Regions from separate parts of the Mus musculus genome. Here all the other regions are linked to region 1. The links are chromatin contacts, called in public promoter capture Hi-C maps. All regions are on one chromosome and are shown on one strand. Each heading gives the region's core, a stretch centred on a gene start, on an enhancer-like site or on the middle of the called end of the contact. The rest is flanking DNA. Distances are from core to core; before and after follow the strand shown. Region 1 holds the start of Gdap1 (ganglioside-induced differentiation-associated-protein 1). Region 2 holds the start of Ly96 (lymphocyte antigen 96). Region 3 has its middle 150 kb from the start of Pi15.

The links. Promoter capture Hi-C pulls out the DNA fragments that hold promoters and counts their contacts.
Region 2: a contact with region 1 is called in a promoter capture Hi-C map of hippocampal neurons, with 3 times the contacts expected there. The contact joins the promoter of Ly96 here to the promoter of Gdap1 in region 1. A contact is called at or near these places in 6 of 39 promoter capture datasets (cranial neural crest, embryonic stem cells, hippocampal neurons and 2 more) and 1 of 115 datasets of contacts at active chromatin or transcription factors (embryonic stem cells).
Region 3: a promoter capture Hi-C map of second pharyngeal arch cranial neural crest shows a contact between it and region 1, with 2.3 times the contacts expected there. The contact joins the enhancer-like site here to the promoter of Gdap1 in region 1. A contact is called at or near these places in 5 of 39 promoter capture datasets (embryonic stem cells, second pharyngeal arch cranial neural crest and stem cell-derived epiblast-like cells) and 1 of 9 other capture datasets (embryonic stem cells).

Annotation. Positions count from the first base shown.
Region 1 is chr1:17,143,957-17,147,046 of GRCm38.p6, forward strand. Gdap1 (ganglioside-induced differentiation-associated-protein 1) reads left to right here and starts at 1,417. Exons shown (of 6, transcript NM_010267.3): 1 at 1,417-1,632; 2 at 2,980-3,090. The coding sequence starts at 1,516.
Region 2 is chr1:16,686,978-16,690,067 of GRCm38.p6, forward strand. It overlaps Ly96 (lymphocyte antigen 96), which reads left to right and starts at 1,479. Exons shown (of 5, transcript NM_016923.2): 1 at 1,479-1,642. The coding sequence starts at 1,531.
Region 3 is chr1:17,449,794-17,452,883 of GRCm38.p6, forward strand. No RefSeq gene overlaps it. Among named protein-coding and RNA genes, the nearest start is that of Pi15, 150 kb to the right of the region's middle. Within about 2 kb of position 1,573, at least 46 of the 459 cell types and tissues checked have an H3K27ac peak or open chromatin away from gene starts, as enhancers often do. A contact at or near this core is called in second pharyngeal arch cranial neural crest, where this site is marked.

The DNA of each region.
Region 1 (3,090 bases), core at 167-2,666:
CATCTGGGTCCTTTCGATAAAATCTTGCTAGTGTATGCAATGGTATGCCCATGGTATTTCTTTAAGTGAGTTATTAATGTCCTTCTTAAAATCCTCTACCAGAATCATGAGATATGATTTTACATCCGAATCTTGCTGTTTTTGGTGTGTAGGGCTATCCAAGACTTGCTGGATGAAGGCACGAAGGTACCTTGTCCAAGAAGGTCTGTTGCTTCTGTGGCCTGTGTGCTCTCCTGCATGGACCTCCCTCAGATGGACCCCAGATAAAAAATGTCGATCACACCTGAATTCCAAGGGCTGGGCCCTTGCTGTAGGCAAGCCCTTCTTTTGTGGGGAAGGTACACAGAGGACTGAGGGTCAGCTCTTCCTACTGGCTGAGGATGAAGGCCCAAAATGATCCTGTCCAAGAAGCTCTGTTGCTTCTGAGGCCCGTGATCTCCTGTGCGGCCCCCTTCTGAGAGACCCCCTGAATAGAAAATCAAGATAAAAATTCTTAAGAAGAGTGCTCTCTAGTTCGCATTTGCATTTGCCTGACTTCCACATACTGGTCATAGAACCCCTTTGTTATAGAGCAGCTTTGTCATGGCACTAATCCTTGGCAACCCTGTCCACAGTGAGTCTTTGGTCAGATCATGTCTTGGTCACATGATGCCGATGTCAGTGTGAATGAATGTCTTCCTCTTTTTCCTTATATGTATATTATTTCCAAATCCTACCTGATTAGTCTTTATGTGCATCTGCACTCCAGAACGGGACGTCAGACAATCTGAGCTGCCATGTGGTTGCTGGAAATTTAACTTAGGACCTTTGGAAGAGCTCCTAACCACCAACTCATCTCTCCAGACCCATAAAGACACTATTTTTAAGGCCTTGTGAGTAGTATTGCCATTTCGTTTACTGTCTTATTTATCTACTCAGTTCTCACAAAAAGCTTACAGATTAAATAAAATAATCTCTATTTCAAAAATGAAAACAGCAGGACATGATCTCAGGTATTTCTGATATGAACATTCACACTTAATCAATAGGCACTTTTACATTACCATTGTTGATTTATTTGTAAAATACATACTTTGTATTCCATTGTAATATATTCTAATGAAAATTAATTGATACTTAATTTTATTTCTTTGCTCTCTAGAACTCTCCCACCTAAGTAAAAACCCTGAATGTCTTGTGAAACTGGTGCTTTTATGCCCAAGCAACGTCCAAGGCCCAGGAGTATTATTTGCTGTTATCATTTTTCCTTGCCTTAAAAGCCAGACAGTCATATTTTAGAAAATTTCTCTACCTAAAAGTCATCCCATTACATCTCACAGATGATCTCTTAAGGGCCTCAGCCGACTAGGCAGCACAGCATCCTTGGGGAGAAACTACATTTCCCAGAAGCCAGTTCGACCGTAGAGGAAGTCCTTTACGCAACAGGGGGCCTTGAGAAACCAAGGATGCTTGCTGCAGCAAGTGTCTGCAGAGAGCAGGCCAACCCATAAAGCTGCCTGAGTCCTTTCATGCGAAATGGCTCGGAGGCAGGACGAGGCGCGGGCCGGTGTGCCCCTGAGGGTTGAAGGCCCGCCGGACAAGGAGGTCCACCTCATTCTGTACCACTGGACGCACTCCTTCAGCTCTCAAAAGGTAACGGCCTGTAGTCAAGGGCTGCACTCGGTTTCAGCACCAGGACAGCTCCCCGGGCGTGCCTTGTGGGCCTCCAAGCGGCCGGACCCCGGGGGTGCATTCAGAACTGGGGTGCACTAAGTGCACCAGCGGAAATGAGATGATTCGGGAAGGCAGTGACTCAGGTACTGCCACTCAGGAAGCGCCACTAAGAAGCGTCGCGTTCCGCATTTGGCCTAGAGGTTTTGTCCTGGAAAGTGAGAGAAGGGGTTCCTTCCTGCAACCCCTTGATCTACTTTACTCCTAACCCCCAGAAAGAAGGAAGGAAAGAAAGAAAATAAGTAAATTATAGTTTTGAGACAGGGTCTCAAGGTGCAACCCTGCCCAAACAACCTGACCTGTAGACCAAGTTGGCTTGAATTCATGGGAACCTTTTTATCTCCACTCCTCTACTTTTGGGATTGCAGTCTTGGTTCACCATGACAGGCTCTTCCTTAAAAATAGATAGATAGATAGATAGATAGATAGATAGATAGATAGATAGATAAGGAAAGAAAGAAGTTAGGTGTTTAAACTCAGAGACAGAGTCCTTGTCTAGCAGGCCCAAGGTTTGGTAATGCCTAGCATTTAAGGGGTATGCGGTGTGGGGGCAAGACAAATTCATATAAAGGCACCACCTCTCACCAAGGGAATGAAAATGCTTTTATATTCCCAAATTTGCATTCTTTATCAAAGGTGCAAACATATATTTGTACTTAAGGTGGTTCTCTTTTGGATTCCCTAGAGCTGGAGTTACACGCCCTGTGAATCACCCAGGGTGGATGCAGGGGGTCAAGAGCAGTACATTTTTTCAAACCAGTGGTTCCCAGTCTTCCTAGTGCTTCAACCCTTTAATATACTTCCTCATGTTGTGGGGGAACACAACCATAAAATTATTTTCATTGCTATGCATAACTGTAAATTTGCTGCTGTTATGAATTGTAATGTAAATATCTAATATGTAGGACATTTGATATGTGCTTCCTGTGAAAGGTTCGATTGACCCTCAGGTTGAGAACCACTGCCTTAACTGCTATGCCAGCTCTTCAGTCCTGTACATCCGGGGAGAACACATAGTTTGGTTTAAGGCACAAAGATCACAGTGGTGATGAGGAAAGAACAACTGTAATGAAGACAAAATAATTTTCATCCCTGTTATTTTCTTCTGTAATGCTGTCAGTAAGCTGCCAGAATACTTATTTATTCCTTCTAGGAACAGACTTCGTGCAGTGAACTTGTAAAGTACTTCTGGCTCAGGAAGGCAGCTAGGGTTGTTTAGCTGTATCCAGGGAAGGTGAGAACAGCAGTAACCCCTGTGCACTCTTGCAGGTGCGCTTGGTAATTGCTGAAAAGGCACTGAAGTGCGAGGAACACGATGTAAGTCTGCCCCTGAGTGAGCACAATGAGCCTTGGTTTATGCGCTTGAACTCAGCTGGAGAA
Region 2 (3,090 bases), core at 229-2,728, 460 kb before region 1:
CTAGCAATCTGGAACATCCACCTGGGTGGGGCTATCATATCTCTTCTCTGAACAATGGGATAGGTATGTCTCCCCTGACAACCATCAGACTTAGACACTTTCTATTCTCATGTGTTCCAACATTTACAGTACGAAGAGTGGACAATCCCAACTGGCCTGATCTGGATTTGGGTATGTGCTCAATATGGTAAACCATCCTATAAGGAAGAATCTATTTACCATATTATGCTAATGCATATTTGGGTGTGTATATAATTATACATTATATAATTATTATTTGGGTCCATTATGGAAATGGGCATATATAGTAGGAAAAATATTAAATGACATAATCTATTGATCAAAATAAAGAACCATCAAAACTATGCCCCTTGATTCAAGTGCCTCCTTCCTTTAGGCTTGATGAAAAGAGGCCCCTCACAGTCACCCAGTGGCCGGGAGTATCCTCAGGTGACCCATTGCTCTCACAGTATGCTCTGATCTTTCTATTGTTTTGCTTTAAATACAATTGCCTTGCTACCTTAACAGTTCTTAGTGAGCAGTTGAGTGTCACCACTAGAACCGGATTGTAGGCCACAGCTGTAAGCCTTCTTGGCTGCTAACCCTAAAGTAAGAGTCTGTAAAAGCCGTGCAGCTGAAGGAAGCACACTTTTCTAAAGTAGTCTTTGAATGAAATACACGCCAGAACAAAACAGCTTTTTCTTTCTTTTTTTTTTTTTTTTTTTAATTACTGGAACTCACACTTTTACCTCAAGATGCTACTCTGTGGAAGAGCTCTAGAGTCCAGCACCAACCCCACCCCCAACTCAACACTATTGCCTCAAGTTCAACCTTCCTTTTGAGTGCATTCTCAAAACTGGTGAGGTCCCAGCTGGGAATTGCTACTGACCCCGTGTAGGGGTCATCTTGCCTGTCTGTTTTGTGGCTGAACCTGTTTGTACTTGAGTAGAAATTGAGAGGGGGTAGGGGAGAGAAATCAGCTTAGATAGCTAGATGCAGCTTTCTAGGTCAGGAGAAACCGTTGTATGAGGAGGAGTGTGTGGGAGGGAGTGGCCAGCACACAGAAAAGTAGTATACCGGTGGACTTTCTTTCTTGAGACAGGATCTCACCTTATAGCTCTGGCTGTCCTGGAACTCACTATCTGGAGAAGGCTAACCTGGAACTCACAGAGATCCGCCTGTCAAGTACTGGGTGTGTGTACTACGGCTAGTGGACTTCCTTTTAAGTAAGGGTTTCCTGTAAGGCAGCTAATTGTCTCCCTGAAAATGTGCTGTTTTAAAGTGCTGGATACTTTAGTTTACACTGAGTATTAAGAAACAGTATATTCTAAGTCATTTTTTTCTTCTCTTGCCTTACAGGAAGTGCTCAGATATGAAAACAAATGCACAGTCACACATGCAAATAAAAAGAGGAAGCAGTTGGATGGGAGCTTCCAAATCACATGACTGCTGACTAAGTTAAATCTGTCCTCCTTACTGTCGAGTCCGATGGTCTTCCTGGCGAGTTTAAAGTATCGGAGATATTAAATCATGTTGCCATTTATTCTCTTTTCGACGCTGCTTTCTCCCATATTGACTGAATCTGAGAAGCAACAGTGGTTCTGCAACTCCTCCGATGCAATTATTTCCTACAGTTATTGTGGTAAGTGGCCCGGCAACAAAGAGCTGCGGCGCCAACTATTTCGAGAGAAAGTTTCCACTGAACCTGAAGCTGGAGGGCTGGCAGGAACGCTGCTCCAGCAGTGAGCCCGCTGCGGTGTGGGGTGGGGGTGGAGCAATGCCGACCACTTCCGGGTGCGGATCATCCTTTCCCTCTCCCAACCCCCCCCCCCCCCCCCGCGTTTCCCCAGGACCTCTGAATTGCTTTTTACCTCTGTTGCTGTCTTGTGGTTAAGCTCTCTCCACTCGGAGCTCGGTTTCAGGTTCTTCTTAGTTCTAGTTTGCTTCTGAGTACCAGCCCCGACACAAACTGGTTCCTCTTGAGGAGGCTAACCCACAGTGCTTCCTGGTGGGGTTGTAGCTCCAGCCTGTGGTCCTAGAGTGCTCTTGGAAGCATCCTTCTTCCTCCCCAACTGTGTGACCTTGAGCAAAATACTTAGACATTCTCAGCCTCACTTTTTTTTTAATTTGCAAAATGAAAGTTATTTTAGAATTCACTGTATGAGTCACTTGACAAATAATGATTTTATTTGATTTCGAATAGTGATTTTTAGATTTATGCAGTAATTATTACTCTATTGAAATCTGTTTTGAGACAGGGTCTTTCTATATAGCTGTAACTACCTGGAATTCACTATATAGGACAGGCTGGGTTGGAAATCATAGAGATCTGCCTGCCTCTACCTCCTGGAATTAAAGGCATACGTTGCCACGCCCAGCTTATTTTATTATTTTTTTCAAAGTATCACTATATAACATTGGCTGGCCGGGAACTCATAGAGATTGATACATATGCCTCTGCCTTTTGAGTTATTTGCTTATTTTTTTGAGACAGTGCCTTATTCTGTAGTACAGGCTGCCTAGAACTGACTATATAGCTTATGCTAGCCTCAAACTCATGCTCCCCGTTGCCTCGACCTCTCCAGTGCTAGAGTTGCAGATATTTTTCAGCTGAGCTAAACTCTGGTGCCATTGGATCATAGTTAACGCTATGGCCACATTACAACTTGTCATTAACAAATGCCTGGGACCAGAAAACCTAGTACAGGGCTTGAGAGCTGTTTCAATCTGTTTCCTCTTTCTGCTGCTCGCTCCGTTAGTTGTCCATTTTCTGCCCCTTCTAGGAATGTCTTCGTGGCTGGAAGGTGGTGCCTTCCAAAATGACAGTTCTAGGAAAAGCAAGATCATAGCCTAGTTGTCTGAAAGTGGAGCAGGGAATTTATAAATGTACTTTGAGAACTCCTGCATTGCAAATTGGTTATTTTGGGGGACTGGCTTGTCCCCAAACACTCTGACTGGGACTAATAACTAATCATCTCTGGGGCATTAGGAAGGTCCTCAGTCTGCTAACCTCTGTTTTCCTCTTCTTTTGGGCCCCCTGCTTTGTCAATTTATTTATTTACTTACTTATTATATATATGTGTGTGTGTG
Region 3 (3,090 bases), core at 323-2,822, 310 kb after region 1:
TAGTGATACAACTCTCTTGCTCAGGTACTTCAGTACTAATTACAGTTTTTTTTTTTCTTATTATCTAAGGCTGATTGAAGTGGTTCATTCATTGAATCTCATATATTTTGTCTTTTTGTTTTTATAATCTTTTTTTCTCTAGTGCAATTTTAGAAGAAGTTTAGGAAACATAAGAGATACATACATCTTGCCAATATGCCATATTTTACATTGTATTCGTTATATATCATTATTTTCTTTCTTTTATATTGCTAGGGTTGGGCTCAGGAACTCATAGATGCTTGGCAAATGCTGGACTGCTGGTAGAGAACTTAAGCCCTGTGATCTGTTTTCCATGATCAGGAAATGCAGAGCAGGACAATTAGGTTATCAACACATCCAGCAGCTAATGATAATACTGAGATCTCATGCACACAGTCTCATCACTCCTGAAACAGTCAGACTGCCCAAGATGGGTACCAGCTGCCCATACTTATTTAGTAGAAGGTGTCAGAATCAATGAGGCCACTATTACAAAAGAGTTTGATTGACTACAGTTCCTGATCTCATTTCTAACTTAGAAATATTCTAAGAAATCCAGCACAACATGTGACAGGAAAAGCATTTTCACTGGGATTTTCTCCCTGCTGTCACCTACCCAGCTAAAATACAATACAGACATTTGTCCTACTGACATTACAAGAACTGAATGTTCTACCATATGGTTCAAGTTGACCATATGTGTACTAGCCCTTTCTCCCTACCCTATTCAAAGAATGTAGAACCTTCAAATCACACAGTATCTGCAATTTAGTCATTTTCATGTGGAGAACAGGATGTAGTTTTTTTCCCTTAATACTTTTTTTTCCCTTAATACTGTTACCCTGAGTGAGTTTGTGGGCTTCCTGTGGCCCTGACTGTTGCTTTTTGGGACTCTACCTAAGGCACTGATCTTTCTATAGATGGTTTCTAAGATTTAAATGGAAAAGGCTTTAGTAAAATGTAGAGGCATTTCCTGCAGTCAAGGGATACAACTTCAAGCAGGAAGAAAGCAGGGCAGGGTAAAGGGTAAAAAAAAAAGACCATGTCAGATTCAATTTCTAAGAAAAGCTGCTTTTGTTTTGATAGCAGTAATGTCCCTTTGGTTTAAAGTTTCCAGCTATCAAAACAAGCTGCAGTCCATAGCACACGGACTTCTTTCCACTACAGGGAAAGCAGATTCCTGTGCAAAAGAGTCCTAATAAAAATAGGTTTACAGAGAAAGTTAGGCCTGTAAAGGGTAGAAATCAGCAAAAACAATTTATACTTCTTAAAATTCAGGAGAAAATCAAGGTTATGTAGCATACATAATATACTATCTATCCCCAGGACTAAGATATTATCAGAAAACTGAATTATAAATATATGAAATTTAATAGAAGATGCCCCAAAGATGAGGGCAAGAGAAAGAAATAATTTATCACAGCACAATACAGAATATCCATCCTATGTGTTAACAGTTCACCAAGGCGGCTTGTTCTGTACTTGGTATGAGGTTTGTGCAGGAAGTATTGTCTGGCAACAAAGCCAGGGCAGGATCCAACTTGAACATCTAAGTCATTTCACAAGGAAATGTGAAATTGTAGAACCATGTGGGTGGGCAGTGGACTTGACTGGACTCTCATTTATTAAACAAACATAGACTTGAGTAGCTGAGCTTCTCAGGATGTTAGCAGTGGCAAATGCCAAGCTAGTGCTTAGGTGAGGTGGGATATAATAAATCTCCAAGAGCAGGCCTCTTCAAATATCCTTTTGTGAATTTTATAATCTAACCAATCTAAGTGAAACAAAGTGTGCTTGTTATGCAGTATAGCTTCAGAATGAAGCAATTAGTTTCCTCTTTCAAAAACCTGTCTACCACTAAGTTCCTCTAATCTAATACCTAAGATTTTGCAAAATGTTTCTTCTCAGTGAAAACAGATGACAAGGAGCCTTTATATATGTGCAACCTCTCCTATTGTTCCACTTGCTGGTAGCTAGAGTAGGTAAAGAAAGTCGTAGTTTATTAACTCAAACATATTAGTGGCCTTTCTCTACACAAAGGATAAACAAGCTGAGAGAGAAATTAGGGAAACAACACCCTTCACATTAGTCACAAATAATAAATTAGTCACCTCTGTGTGACTCTAACTAAGGAAGTGAAAGATCTATATAATAAGACTTCAAGTCTCTGAAGAAAGAAATCACAGAAGATCTCAGAAGATGGAAAGATCTCCAATGCTCATGGATTGGCAGGATTAATATAGTAAAAATGGCTATCTTACCGAAAACAATCTACAGATTCAATGCAATCCCCATCAAAATTCCAACTCAATTTTTCACAGAGTTAGAAAGGACAATTTGCAAATTCACCTGGAACAGCAAAAAACCCAGGATAACAAAAACTATTCTCAACAATAAAAGAACCTCTGGTGGAATCACCATGCCTGACCTCAAGCTGTACTACAGAGCAATTGTGATAAAAACTTCATGGTACTGGTGCGACAGACAGGTAGATCAATAGGATAGAATTGAAGATGCAGAAATGAACCCACACACCTATGGTCACTTGCTCTTTGACAAAGGAGCTAAAACCATCCAGTGGAAAAAAAGCCAGCATTTTCAACAAATGTTGCTGGCTCAACTGGTGGTTATCATGTAGAAGAATGCGAATTGATCCATTCTTATCTCCTTGTACAAAGCTCAAGACTAAGTGGATCAAGGAACTCCAAATAAAACCAGAGACACTGAAATGTATAGAGGAGAAAGTGGGGAAAAGCATCAAAGATACGGACACAGGGGAAAAATTCCTGAACAGAACAGCAATAACTTGTGTTATAAGATCGAGAATCAACAAATGGGACCTCATAAAATTGCAAAGCTTCTGTAAGACAAAAGACACTGTCAATAAGACAGAAGGGCCACCAACAGATTGGGAAAGGATTTTTACCAATCCTAAATCTGATAGGGAACTAATGTCCAATACCTATAAAGAACTCAAGAAGCTGGACTCTAGAAAATCAAATAACCCTATTAGAAAATGGGGTACAGAGCTAAACAAAGAATTATCAACTGAGGAATACCAAATGCCTG